2 separate regions of the Mus musculus genome follow, and region 1 is linked to region 2. A link is a contact called in public Hi-C data. All regions are on one chromosome and are shown on one strand. Each heading gives the region's core, a stretch centred on a gene start, on an enhancer-like site or on the middle of the called end of the contact. The rest is flanking DNA. Distances are from core to core; before and after follow the strand shown.

The links. A called contact is a pair of places that touch in the nucleus more often than the background predicts.
Region 1: a Hi-C map of liver shows a contact between it and region 2, with 5 times the contacts expected there. The contact joins the enhancer-like site here to the promoter of Bphl in region 2. A contact is called at or near these places in 4 of 39 promoter capture datasets (the 3T3-L1 cell line, hippocampal neurons, liver and 1 more), 3 of 484 Hi-C or Micro-C datasets (liver and myocytes) and 1 of 115 datasets of contacts at active chromatin or transcription factors (kidney).

What each region holds. Positions count from the first base shown.
Region 1 is chr13:34,458,997-34,465,341 of GRCm38.p6, reverse strand. It overlaps Gm40908 (a long non-coding RNA gene), which reads left to right. Exons shown (of 3, transcript XR_873224.1): 3 at 5,747-5,785. Among named protein-coding and RNA genes, the nearest start is that of Gm40908, 20 kb to the left of the region's middle. Within about 2 kb of position 3,036, at least 58 of the 459 cell types and tissues checked have an H3K27ac peak or open chromatin away from gene starts, as enhancers often do. A contact at or near this core is called in liver, myocytes and stem cell-derived epiblast-like cells, where this site is marked.
Region 2 is chr13:34,035,738-34,041,624 of GRCm38.p6, reverse strand. Bphl (biphenyl hydrolase-like (serine hydrolase, breast epithelial mucin-associated antigen)) reads right to left here and starts at 3,984. Exons shown (of 7, transcript NM_026512.1): 1 at 3,856-3,984. The coding sequence starts at 3,962.

The DNA.
Region 1 (6,345 bases), core at 1,787-4,286, 420 kb before region 2:
TACCTTGTGCTACCTGTTTCATTTGTCCCAGTACTTCTTGTTCCTGTTTCTTGTCTGCCTAACTCTTGGCTGAGGAGGGAGGCTCAACATTCTTTTTATTTATACATCACATGCCTAGAATTACACTTGCCAATAAATAAATAAATACATAAATACATAAATACATAAATAAATGTTGCTCATGATATTTACGCCATTAATTTCAGACACATCTACATTTTAAAAAAATAAAATGCTCAGATATTCGCATAGAGAAACCTCAATATCCAATTTTCTTATTTACAGCTTATCAAAAGGCTCTATTTAGGATGCAAAGAGAAGCAAAAGGAAGTGGGGAAGGCGGTCCTTCTAGAAGGACATTGAAGAGCTTCCCCTCTGTGCTAATGAAAAGTTGAGACTACTCTATGGGGCCAGCTCTCATTTTTCAAAGCAAAGATCTCCTTCCATGCTATCAAGGGCTTGAGACCCCCTTCTGACTTTTGGAGCTGCCCTAGAGCTCCAGTTGCCATGTATTAAACATCATTTGGTCTTCAAAAGTGACACAATGACATCTCTTGGGGCAAGACATCTAACATAGTTGGGGGATTTGTATGTATTGAATAGGACTGCTGCCTTGGGCATGGGTTCCTGGTCAGTAGTGCTTTCTCAGAGGCAACATGCCCACTGATGTAGTGGACAAACTGTCCTCAGAGAAGGGCCTTCCAAAACCCAGCCCTGGTGTCCATTTGTTAAAAACGAAATGATTCTGTGAAATAAGTCAGGCACATAAAGACAAGAATGTTCCCAGCTACATGTGGAATCTGACAGATGAACATCAAGAAAATAGAATGGGACAGCGGTGCGTAAGACTTGGTAAGGGTATTGGAAGGAAGGAAAGAGCATAGACACAAGGAGATCACCTGAGTGGAGGGTAAGGTCCAGCCCACTAGAACTCAGTTGCAACAGTGGTTGACAATAATTAACTTGAGTATTTCAAAACAACCGGCAGCCAGAGATGTGACTGAATGTGTAAGGGAGGTTCATGGCTAAGACTGATGATCAGAGTTCCAACCAAGGGTGGAGAGAGAGAGAGAGAGAGAGAGAAAGAGAGAGAGAGACAGAGACAGAGACAGGGACAAAGAGACAGAGAGACAGACAGAGACAGAGAGACAGAGAGACAGACAGAGACAGACAGAGGGGGAAAGATGGAGAGACAAGGAGAGATAGAGATGACTTTAATCACTTGTCCACTGACATTTTTTACTGTGCATTTTGTGAATGTGATAGAGATGGGAAGCTCTAGTGTATGTGTGGAGGTCAGAGGGTAAAGTGTAGGAGTCAGTTCTCTCCTTCCTCCCTGTGGGTCCTGGTGATCCACCTCAAGTCCTCGGGCTCCAGGCAGACACCTTTACCTGCTGGACTGTCTCACAGGATTTTGAGTGCTCCCAACACAAAGAAATAATGAAATGTCTGCAGTTGGAACAGTTATCTAAAACCCCATCTGTCTCATGTTCCCAATCATCTCCCAGCAAGCTGGGGAGTATGGCTGCCCTGTGTCCTGTGTCCTGCTCCCAAGTAGCTGTCAAGGGTTTTGATGGAACCTTTTAGAGCAGAGAGAAACATAGAGAAAACTCGTGTCTTTGTAATTTGCTCTCTCTCTCTCTCTCTCTCTCTCTCTCTCTCTCTCTCTCTCTCTCTCTCTCTCCCTCTCTCTCTCTCTCCTGTCTGCCAGAAAATCCTCTTTGCTTTCATGGCCAGAGGGCAGGGATCGAAAGAAAGACACCCAAGGCCTTGTTGCTGATGCTCCTTAAACCTTCTGCAATTGTTCTCCACCCAGGCTATTAGGGAGGTTGGATGCATGTGACTGAAGCTCCCAGCAACCTCATGAGTGGTCTGTTCTGTGGTCAAGGAGGTTACAAAAACATCACATCATGAATGCAGGGTTGTGACAAGGACTGCTTCCAAAGCTCCTGCTATCTCTGCTTTATCTAGACACAGGGAGGAGGGCTCTACCTTGAGAACAAGCAAATTCTTCCAGAAGGCATTACTCTGTGAGTGGCAGTCTTTTTCAGGCAGCTGGTAGACTTTCTGTGGCCCAGAACGGATCTTTGTGTTCTGAATTCTGGGGTGACCAGCTTCAACTCTTGGTCACAGACAGTGGGGGCCTCCCTGCCAGGCTGGCTGCTTATGCAGTTATTTAAAACAGAGCAGCTGCAATAGAGTCACCACTTGGAAACTGTCCAAATTCAGACCTAGCAGGTCAGAAACTCCAGCAAGTCCTGCAGGGGATTCTCATGCACACTAATGGCTGGGGAAACATACTGACATAGTCTGGCAACTAGAACAAAAACTGAGCTTGGAGGGTCGGGTACCTCCCACTCTACACTGTGCTGACTTCCTGATTACTAGCATTTGTGGATGGAGGGCTAGCCAGGGCAGGCCAAAGTCCCCAGGGAATGGTCAACACAGAGTATTGGACAAACACCAATGCTGCAGACTTGAGATGGGTCAAGGTAAGCCATGTGATAGAGATCAAAGGGCAATGACCCCTTGGGGACTGTGAGTAGAGCTGCAGAGCAACCTGAGCCACCTGTGGCTTGGGCAGGACACAGTGTCTCTGACACTGTTGGTCCTCAGCCAGGACAGATAGAAAAATGCCAGAATTTCATGGCAGACAAGCATGCCTGCATCTTTCTGTGTTTTCCTCATCTGGAAATGGAAAAGTCTCGCTGTGCCCTGTCCACTGCAGTGGTTTGTGGGAAGTAAGGGCAGAGGAGTGAAAGCTGCCAGAATTCCTCAAGTTGGAATAGCAGGTTGACAGCAGGGAGGCCATTTCAGCAGACATCTGTGTGCAGGGTAGTGGCGTCCATGACAGTTGCCATGCGATGAAACATACAGAGCCAAGAATGGCATGCTAGGACTGTGTTTGTTGCATAGCACGGTGCAGAGAGAACTGGCTGACTCAGCAAATACTGCATCTTAGGCTACAAGACACTGTCTGAAACAACATGACACTGACCAGACTGTTCTGGCACAGACCAGAGGAGCAAAGGACAAGGACAATCTAGAAGGCAGTGCCCAGTGGGAGTTGTTATAGCTCCACGACCTCGTGTGTGACAGGGTGACCCATTAGAGTGATAGCAACAAGATTCAGGTACAAGAAGGGAGTAGTTTAGGCTTCTCAAAATTCACATTCTCCTGCCTCAGCTCAAGAGAAAATAACAGAACAATCTAACAGGGCCTAGTGCTCCTCTTTCTCTCAGAATCCCCTGCGTTAAATTGGCTCCTATTCCTCAAGAATTCAGCTCAAGATGGGTGGGGGGATCAAAAGCCTAACGGTCAGATTCCAGGTTAGCCTAGCTTCAGCTATCAGTTTCCCTCATTCTTCCTGGTAATCAAGGCACTCATATGCCCTGTGTGACTGACAGAACTTAGGTCAAATGAGCATCCCTTTGGTAGCTCACTTACTTGCTCTTTGCATACCTGGTGTGTATTGTACTGGATATTGCGGGGGTGGGGGGCACTGATGAGCTAAACAGACACATTCTCACCCTTGGGGATGGGAGTCGTCAGCAGAGGCACATAGATGTCAATCACACAGGTCAGTCCATCTTCCTAAGAATGCTGTTGCTTGGTGTTACCTCCATGACAGATCTTACTTCCAGAGCCCATCAGATTTAAATTGATTGCCTTCCACCCATTATTGTGTGACCGTGGGAGTTCCTTCCAAATCCATTTTCTTTCTTTCTTTCTTTCTTTCTTTCTTTCTTTCTTTCTTTCTTTCTTTCTTTCTTTCTTTCTTTCTTTCTTTCTGGTTTTTTTTTTTTTTTGGTCCCCTGTAAAATGCAGTTGTACATATAATACTTGACTTCACAGATCATGAGGAATTAACACCCTGTGCTGGACTGCGGGAACCCTCACATTCAGCACATTGCTGTGTTCTAGGCACTGTTGTAAGCTCTTTAGGTATACTTCCCGCTTGATTCTCATGGCAGCATAGTGGTAAAGGGACTCAAACCCTTTCAGCCTCGTAGATGAGGAAACTGGGGTGTGGTCAGATAGCATGAATGGACACGGCTGTCTGTTCTGCTCTCTGCGCCTATGCACTGATCACAACCCTCCTGTGCCACTCCCATTGTGACTCCCAGGACTCTGATTCTGTTTATCTTACAGAATCAGAGAGCTCTTCAGAATGGCTCCAGAATCCTGCCGGCTGGCCACAGACTGATTCACTCCCCTCAGGTAGCCAGCAGCCCAGATATCACTGGACTTTCAGGAATGTGCTCTCCCACTGTGGAGATAAGCTCCCTGAGGACAGGTGACCTTTGTTAAGCAACCATGGCACTTATTTCCTACATACTGTCACAGAAGTGGCTCTGGTCTCCTGATCCAGAGGCAGCAGCCACTTCTTGGCAGCCTCAGGGAATTAATTGTTTTAGTTCTGAGCAACAACCACAGGAGGTTAGGAGGTCAGGAAGAAGCACCTTTTAGAAGACTATTTTCGGCTAACATCCTCTTAACAATGAGTACATACCATATGTGTTCTTTTGTGACTTTTACCTCACTCAGGATGATATTTTCTAGTTCCATCCATTTGCCTAAGAATTTTATGAATTCATTGTTTTTAATAGCTGAGTCGTATACCATTGTGTAAATGTACCACATTTTATGTATTCATTCCTCTGTTGAAGGACATCTGGGTTCTTTCCAGCTTCTGGCTACTATAAATAAGGTTGCTATGAACATAGTGGAGTGTGTGTCCTTGTTATATGTTGGAGCACCTTTTGGGTATATGCCCTGGAGTGGTATACTTGTGTCCTCAGGTAATACTATGTCCAATTTTCTGAGGAACTGCCGAACTGATTTCCAGAGTGGTTGTAACAGCTTGCAATCCCACCAACCTTTCTCCACATCCTCACCAGCATCTGCTGTCACCTGCGTTTTTGGTATTAGCCATTCTGACTGGTGTGAGGTGGAATCTCAGGGTTGTTTTGATTTGCATTTCCTATGACTAAGGATGGTGAACATTTCTTTAGGTGCTTTTCAGCCATTTGGTATTCCTCAGTTGAGAATCCTTTGTTTAGCTCTGTACCTCATTTTTAATAGGGTTATTTGGTTCTCTGGAGTCTAACTTCTTGAGTTCTTTGTATATATTCGATATTGGCCTTCTATCAGATGTAGGGTTGGTAAAGATCTTTTCCAAAACTATTGGTTGCCATTTTGTCCTATTGACAGTGTCTTTTGCCTTATAAAAGCTTTGCAATTTTATGAGGTCCCATTTGTCGATTCTTGATCTGAGAGCACAAACCATTGGTATTCTGTTTAGGAAATTTTCCCCTGTGCCCATGTGTTCGAGGCTCTTCCCCACTTTCACTTCTATTAGTTTCAGTGTATCAGGATTCATGTGGAGGTCCTTGATCTACTTGGACTGGAGCTTTGTGCAAGGAGATAAGAATGGATCAATTTGCATTCTTCTATATGCTGACCACCAGTTGAAGGAACACTATTTCTTGAAAATGCTATCTTTTTTTCCACTAGATGGTTTTAGCTCCTTTGTCAAAGATCAAGGGAGCATAGGTGTGTGGATTCATTTCTGGGTCTTCAGTTCTATTCCGTTTACCTACCTGCCTGTGTCTGTTCCAATACCATGCAGTTTTTATCACAACTGCTCTGTAGTACAGCTTGAGGTCAAGGGATGGTGATTCCCCCAGCAGTTCTTTTATTGTTGAGAATAGTTTTTGCTATCCTGGGTTTTTTGTTATTCCAGATCACGTGACGCTCAAGGAGAAGGAAGATCAAAGTGTGAGTGCTTTGGTTCTTCTTAGAAGGAGGAACAAAATACTCATGGGAGGAAATTTGGAGACAAAGTGTGGAGCAGAGACTGAAGGAAAGGCCATCCAGAGACTACCCCACCTGGGGCTCCATCCCATGTACAGATATCAAACTCAGACACATTGTGGATGCCAAGAAGTGCTTGCTGACAGGAGCCTGATATAGCTGTCTCCTGAGAGGCTCTTCAGAGCCTGGCAAATACAGAGGTGGATGCTTGCAGCCAACCATTGGACTGAGCATGAGGTCTCCAATGGAGGAGTTAGAGAAAGGACTGAAGGAGCTGAAGGGATTTGCAACCCATAGGAAGAACAACAATATCAACCAACCAGACCCCCGCCCCCAGAGTTCCCAGGAACTAAGCCACCAACCCAAAGAGAATACATGGAGGGACCCATGGCTCCAGCTGCATCTGTAGCAGAGGATATCGTTATTGGACACCAATGAGAGGAGAGGCCCTTGGTCCTTGGAAGGCTCCATGCCCCAATGTAGGGGAATGTCAAGGTGGGGAGGTAGAAGTGGGTAGGCAGGTTGGTG
Region 2 (5,887 bases), core at 2,735-5,234:
CTGTGGTCAGGCCTCTTGTAAACAGTGAACTACATGTGGAAAGGGTCGGGCATACAGCTCAAGCCTTTGAGGGCCCTAATGCTTGCTACTTCTGGAACCACATTCAGTACTGGATTTCTCAAACTCTCACGTAGGAATAAGGACAGAAACCCTCAGAAAGCTTAAAGAACAATCAACCCCCCCCCCTTTTTTTTAGGCAGTCAGAGGTTCTTTTTTGTCCCTTCCCTCCCATTCTCCCAACAACCTGTCTTCTAACTATGGGATCTGAAGCAGGTGTGTTTATGAGATTGTGTTGTGTTTTACAAACACCCATGACTAGGACAATCCCAAGAAACTCTCAAAACTCAGAAACTCTGGCACAGCCCTGTAGCTGCTTCCAAAGCCACACCTTGCCGGACACTAAAGGCACGTCCTTCCTCCTGAAGCTTGAAGGCTAGCAGGAGATAGGCAGATAGGACTAGCCACTAGTTCCTTGTGTGCATGTGTGGGGGCTTTCAGGTAAAGGTGAAGGTGGTGGAGACCCTGGGTTGTGGATGCAACACACCAAGTTCAGCCTACCAGCACCAACATCTCTTTTCTCCTGTTATTTCAGCAGGGCTCAACATTTGAATTCAAATCATTGGCCAGCCTTCTAACTCCATGAACCCAGGCTGACACACTCTAAACAGGAAGTAGGCAACTGTATTTTTAAAATTTCTTCAGGAGAGTCCGACAGTCCAGCAAGATTGAGTTAATTTTTTAAAGAACAACAGAAGAATCACTTTTAAGAGGCCTCCAAAGTGTACCTTCCTGTCTCCTGTTGTCCTTGTCTCCGTTCCCTGGGTGTCCAGACCTGTGATGTTTTATATGATACTGGGGGAGGGGTCCTACTCCCCTCAAACAGGGAGAGATGATTATGTAGGAAGGCTAGAGCATAAGGGCTTAGGGCAAATAGGTAAATCAAATCAAGTACTTACTACCATGTGTCTGCACTTTCATAAGTTCTTTACCTACCTATTCATTTCTGAGCAGCACAGCAGTTAACAGAGAGGCCACAAGTTGGTGGGAAAGCTAATTTGATAATCACAGGATTAGATAACCCAGCCCAAGATGAGCATCTGAGGGTCTGACACAGAGTTTTGGCTTCAGCACTGGGCTAGCTAATCTCATGTTTACTAGACACACAAACTAGAGTTGTGAGAAAGGAGGGGGACCTTAATTGAGAAACCGTCTCCATAAGATCCAGCTGTAAGGCATTTTGTTAATTAGTGATTGATGGAGGAGGGCCCAGCCCATGGCAGGTGGTGCCATCTCTGGGCTGGTGACCTGGGTTCCGTAAGAACACAGGCTGAGCAAGCCACGAGGAGCATGCAAGAAAGCAGCACCCCTCCATGGCCTCTGCATCAGCTCCTGGCCTCCAGGTTCCTGCCCTGCTTGAGTTCCTGTGCTGACTGCCTTTGATGATCAACTGTGACATGGAAGCATAAGCTGAATAAACCCTTTCCCCCCCCAATTTGCATTTTGGTCATAGAAGCAATAGAAAGCCTAAGTGAGCACCTCACTTAGAGATGAAAATAGGGATTGCTTAATAAGATGCAGCTGCACTTTGTAAGTCCTTACTGCTTATACTCTGCTTCTCATCAATAACCGAGAGTCACAGTATCAACTGCTGCCACTACTTGATGACACAAAGTGTGGTGTCTTTTTATATATAGTGCTATTATTTATATATGTTAAGTTCCAAACCTGGACAAGTGGTTGAGGTGTCTATTTAACATATCAAAGTGGACCTGGCCTCTAGGTTCCCCCAGCATCCCTCATCCCTACCTGTTACAGGGTATAGTTGGCATTCCCTGCCCTCTACCCAGAACTCTCCAGCCTAGGGGCTAGGCTGTCATTTCCCCAGAGGCTCTTCCTTATATAATCCAGACATTTTTGGGTACCTGCCCCTTTTTGTACCTTTGGCCTCTTGGCTGCTGTAGTTGGTTCTCCTCTCCCCCTCCCTGGCCCTACCCCTCTGGACTTTCCCAGTTGTGTCTGCCTTTGGCTATGCTATCCTTATTTATCTATAATAAACTTTCTTCTCCATCATATCTAGGAGCGATCATGTCTTTTCCTGTCTTATTTCTTTTTCTTCATTCAATGTGCCAACTATGTCATTAATTGTACTTGTTAATTATTTATTTTTATTTTGTTTCACAATCATTGTTCCAAATACAAACACTGCAAGGTCAGGAATCTAGAGAGGTTGAGTAACTTGTCTACAGTCACACAGCTAAGAAGGGTCAATAATACAGTTATTTAGACTATGTGATCTCAAAAGCCCATGATTCTCTTTAATCTCCTGGCAAAAGTGGCATTCAGTCTCATTGCCAAGTCGGGGGGTGGAGGCAGCGATGAGGCGAAGGAATGGACCTGATTCTCTGGCCGGACCTCCTTAGGTTAACTCAGAAAATACTGTTTTCAGACTGTCAGATTTAGTAAATTATTAACATCAGAACGGACATACAACTCCCCACAGAAAAAATGACTTTTCAACAGATCACAGAGATCATGAAGTAAGGAAAGGGTCAAAGTTCCAAGTATCAGATTTACAAGAAACTCTGTGGTGCATAACTCAGCTACCTGCGGGCTGGACACTGGCTGTGAAGAGGTTTTCATGGGACTGTTGCGGCTGAGGCTGCAGCCTGGCTTCAGGATTAACCACCTGGAGCTGTTTCTCAGGTTACAGGCCGTTTGTATTTCTAAAACAATGCAGGGTGAGACTAAGGGAAACCTTAGCAGAGATCTTTTAGGAAGAGTGGTCTCCAGTGCAGCTAAGTGAATGAGACTCTCAACAGCCATTAAGTTGCCGATGAGCATGACATTAACACAACCTTAGTAGCCTCGTTCAAGCCCTTTTTGCAATCAGGAAACGGGATAACATGCCTCTTCACTAGCAATTTATACAACCAGAGTCACTGATATGTTTTCCAACGTGTATATTTAAAAAGTTGTTAAAGTCATATGAGAGAAGAAATCTGAATTGGATATAGACTAAGAGAGCTACACAATCATGCTACTAATGTTTAAAAACAAACAAACAAACAAACAAAAAAATGGGTCGCTTTTCCGTTCTTTCTACTTCCAGATTATATGCTCAAACGATTGGTTTCCACATCAGGTCTAATAAAGTTCCAAATGCTCGTTACTACTGTCAATGGCCCACCGATAGTAAACTGCACACGACCACTGCCTATGTCTGCATGTGTATAACATGGAGGGATGCGCACAACTTCAGCCTGCTCTATCCACATCTTCTGCTTACATTCTCTTGAGACCGTGCACCCATTTTCAAGACAGCAGGTCTCCATGAATGTTATTATTTTAGCAAAGGGCTGGAGTGTAGTGTAGAGGGAAATAGAAGTGAAGATTCGGTGTCCTGGCCATCACCACACACACACACACACACACACACACACTCGACTCTCTGGCAGGGGAACCTGGGACTTTGAATTTACACAGGTTCCCAAGCAGATTGTCTTGCACACTTAAGTTTAAAATTAGCAAGCAAAAGGACTCAGGAAACTTGGGCCCTGCCTGCCACTGAAGCAGGTTAGGCAGATTTCTGATTTGGCAGGAATAATTACTGTTCCCAGCAAATGGCTAAGAGGCCAGCAAGCCCCCCACCCCTTCCTTCCTCCCCAGTTCCTTCCCTGTGCACTGAGGAGGCTGGACCACCACCCAGCACGTAGAACCTAACCCCAGGCATCAAAGTGCTCGCACACCAGTTCTGCGGGATCTGGACGTGGGGTTTGAGCAAGGAAGGGCCGACAACGCCAGGCGTCCGTATCCCTCCCCGGCCAGTGGCCCTCGCTGCCCCGAGCACGCCATTACCCGAAGGTGGCTACGGGTTCGGCCTGGGGTACGCAGATCCGGGATTTCAGGGGCGAGAGGAGCAGCCGCAACCGCTGGGCCGCCGGGCGAACTGTTGCGGTCGCCATAGCTCCAGGTCGCACAAGCTCCATGGAACGCGCATGCGCCCGGCTGGATGCCACCCTTCAAGTGCTAAGCTCGAAGTCCCGCCCCTGGCCCGCTGTGCCTTGCTGGAGCTCGCTCTGCTCCTTGTCAGGCCTGCCCAGAAACAAAAACAGAGCGTGTCCTTCTAGTCCTAGCTCTCTCAGGGTGGACAGTTCAGTAGGCACTGCTCCTTGCTTGCAACTGCCAAGGAGTCCAAGGATATGGGTCGGCGGGGCCACCTGCTGTGCTGCCTTCACCTAAAGGGTATCTAAGCAGAGCCTCTGAGAGACAAGTGCACAGCAGACCATCCTGCCTCTGTTAAGGAAGGAAAGCTCAAGCTGGCCTAGAACTCTAGCTGATGTTGATCTTGAGCTCCTGATCCTCCTGACTCATGCTGGGACATCTGGCCTGCATCACTACACCTGACTATGTCCCACTTCCCACATTATCTAGCCCTGGTCCCTTGATGCTAAGCATAATGGTAGCAAGCCTTTAGGTTACTTAGAGCAACATTTATTATGCACGTCTTAAGAACTCATCATTTGTACATCTTGCTGTGTTAGCTTTATGCACCACTGTGACAAACATTTGAGAACAATGTAAAAGGGGGAAAGGTTCATGGTTTCAGAGCTCTAAGCTCAAGGTCATCCGGACCCATTTCTTTGGGCCCGAGGAAAGGCAGTGCATGGTGGGAGCGGAGGCACTTAAGTGTTAAGAGCACTTAACAGGCTGAGAGGGAGAAGAGAAAGAACTGGAAGAAACTGTTCAAAGGAAAAATTGTTCAAAGACATGCATGCTCCCAGTGACCTGCTTCTTGTAGTCAGGCCCCACCTCCTATATCTTCCAATAATACCAACAAACTATGAATCCATTAATAGATAACTCCATTGATTAAGTCAGAGTCCTCACGATCCAATTACCCAGCAATGACTAGTCCCAGTAATGGGGGGGGAGGGAGCTTTCAATACTTCATACCAAAAACTAGTCATTTTTGTGCCAGGTGCCTTAAAGTGTGTCACTATATTTTTAATTAGTATATGCTCCTTCTCCATCCATACTTCTTACCCCAGATTATAGACGAGGAAACAGTGGGAAGAGAAGTTAGAAAGGCTTGGCTCACAGAGCTGTGGAGGGGTATTCAGGTCGGCTTAGCTTCCTAATGCTATATGAAAACATCATACCTCTTACTACAATTACACTAGCTCTTAACTCTTTATAATCACTTATTTGTAAATGTCATTGAGTCTGTCCTCCATTTTAACCCCACCCCATTTTTTGAAGCGATAAAACCATGAAGGGAACCTTGATTTCTTCCCCTCTTCCCCTACCTCACCTTCTAAGGCCCTTTTTAAAAATATTGTCAGCAGTTATAAAACATTATCAGATTAAGTGGTTCAGTTTTAGCCACAATCTGGTTGTCAACCCTTTAGATATCTTTGTATACTGCTTATACCATAGAGAAGCCTAGGGTGAGGCTAGCCTTGGATGCTTGATCCTCCTGTGTCAGCCTCCCAAGTGCTGGGGATGCAGCAAAATACAGCAGAGGCAATTAAAGGAACACCCAGATATGTGGACAAGAGTTGACACACTACTGGAATTTTCACTGAATATAAACATGACATTTTGGAAAATGTGGTAACATAGAAGGTAGAAGATTCTGCCAAGGAAGTAAGTAGGCCCTACTTGTATAGAGAACTGACTTCCATCAGTTGGCCTCTGACCTCCACATTAAAGAAAAAAAAAGCACATGTGCACACAAAATAAATAAATAAATAGATAGATAGGATACTGAGTGGGTATGTTGTTCATTTATGAACCTTCATTAACTTAAAGTGAAATGGTTGAAAATATTTACCCTGTTAGAATAGGTTGCATCTTTTTGTAAACAACTCTTAAGAAAGCAAAGAAA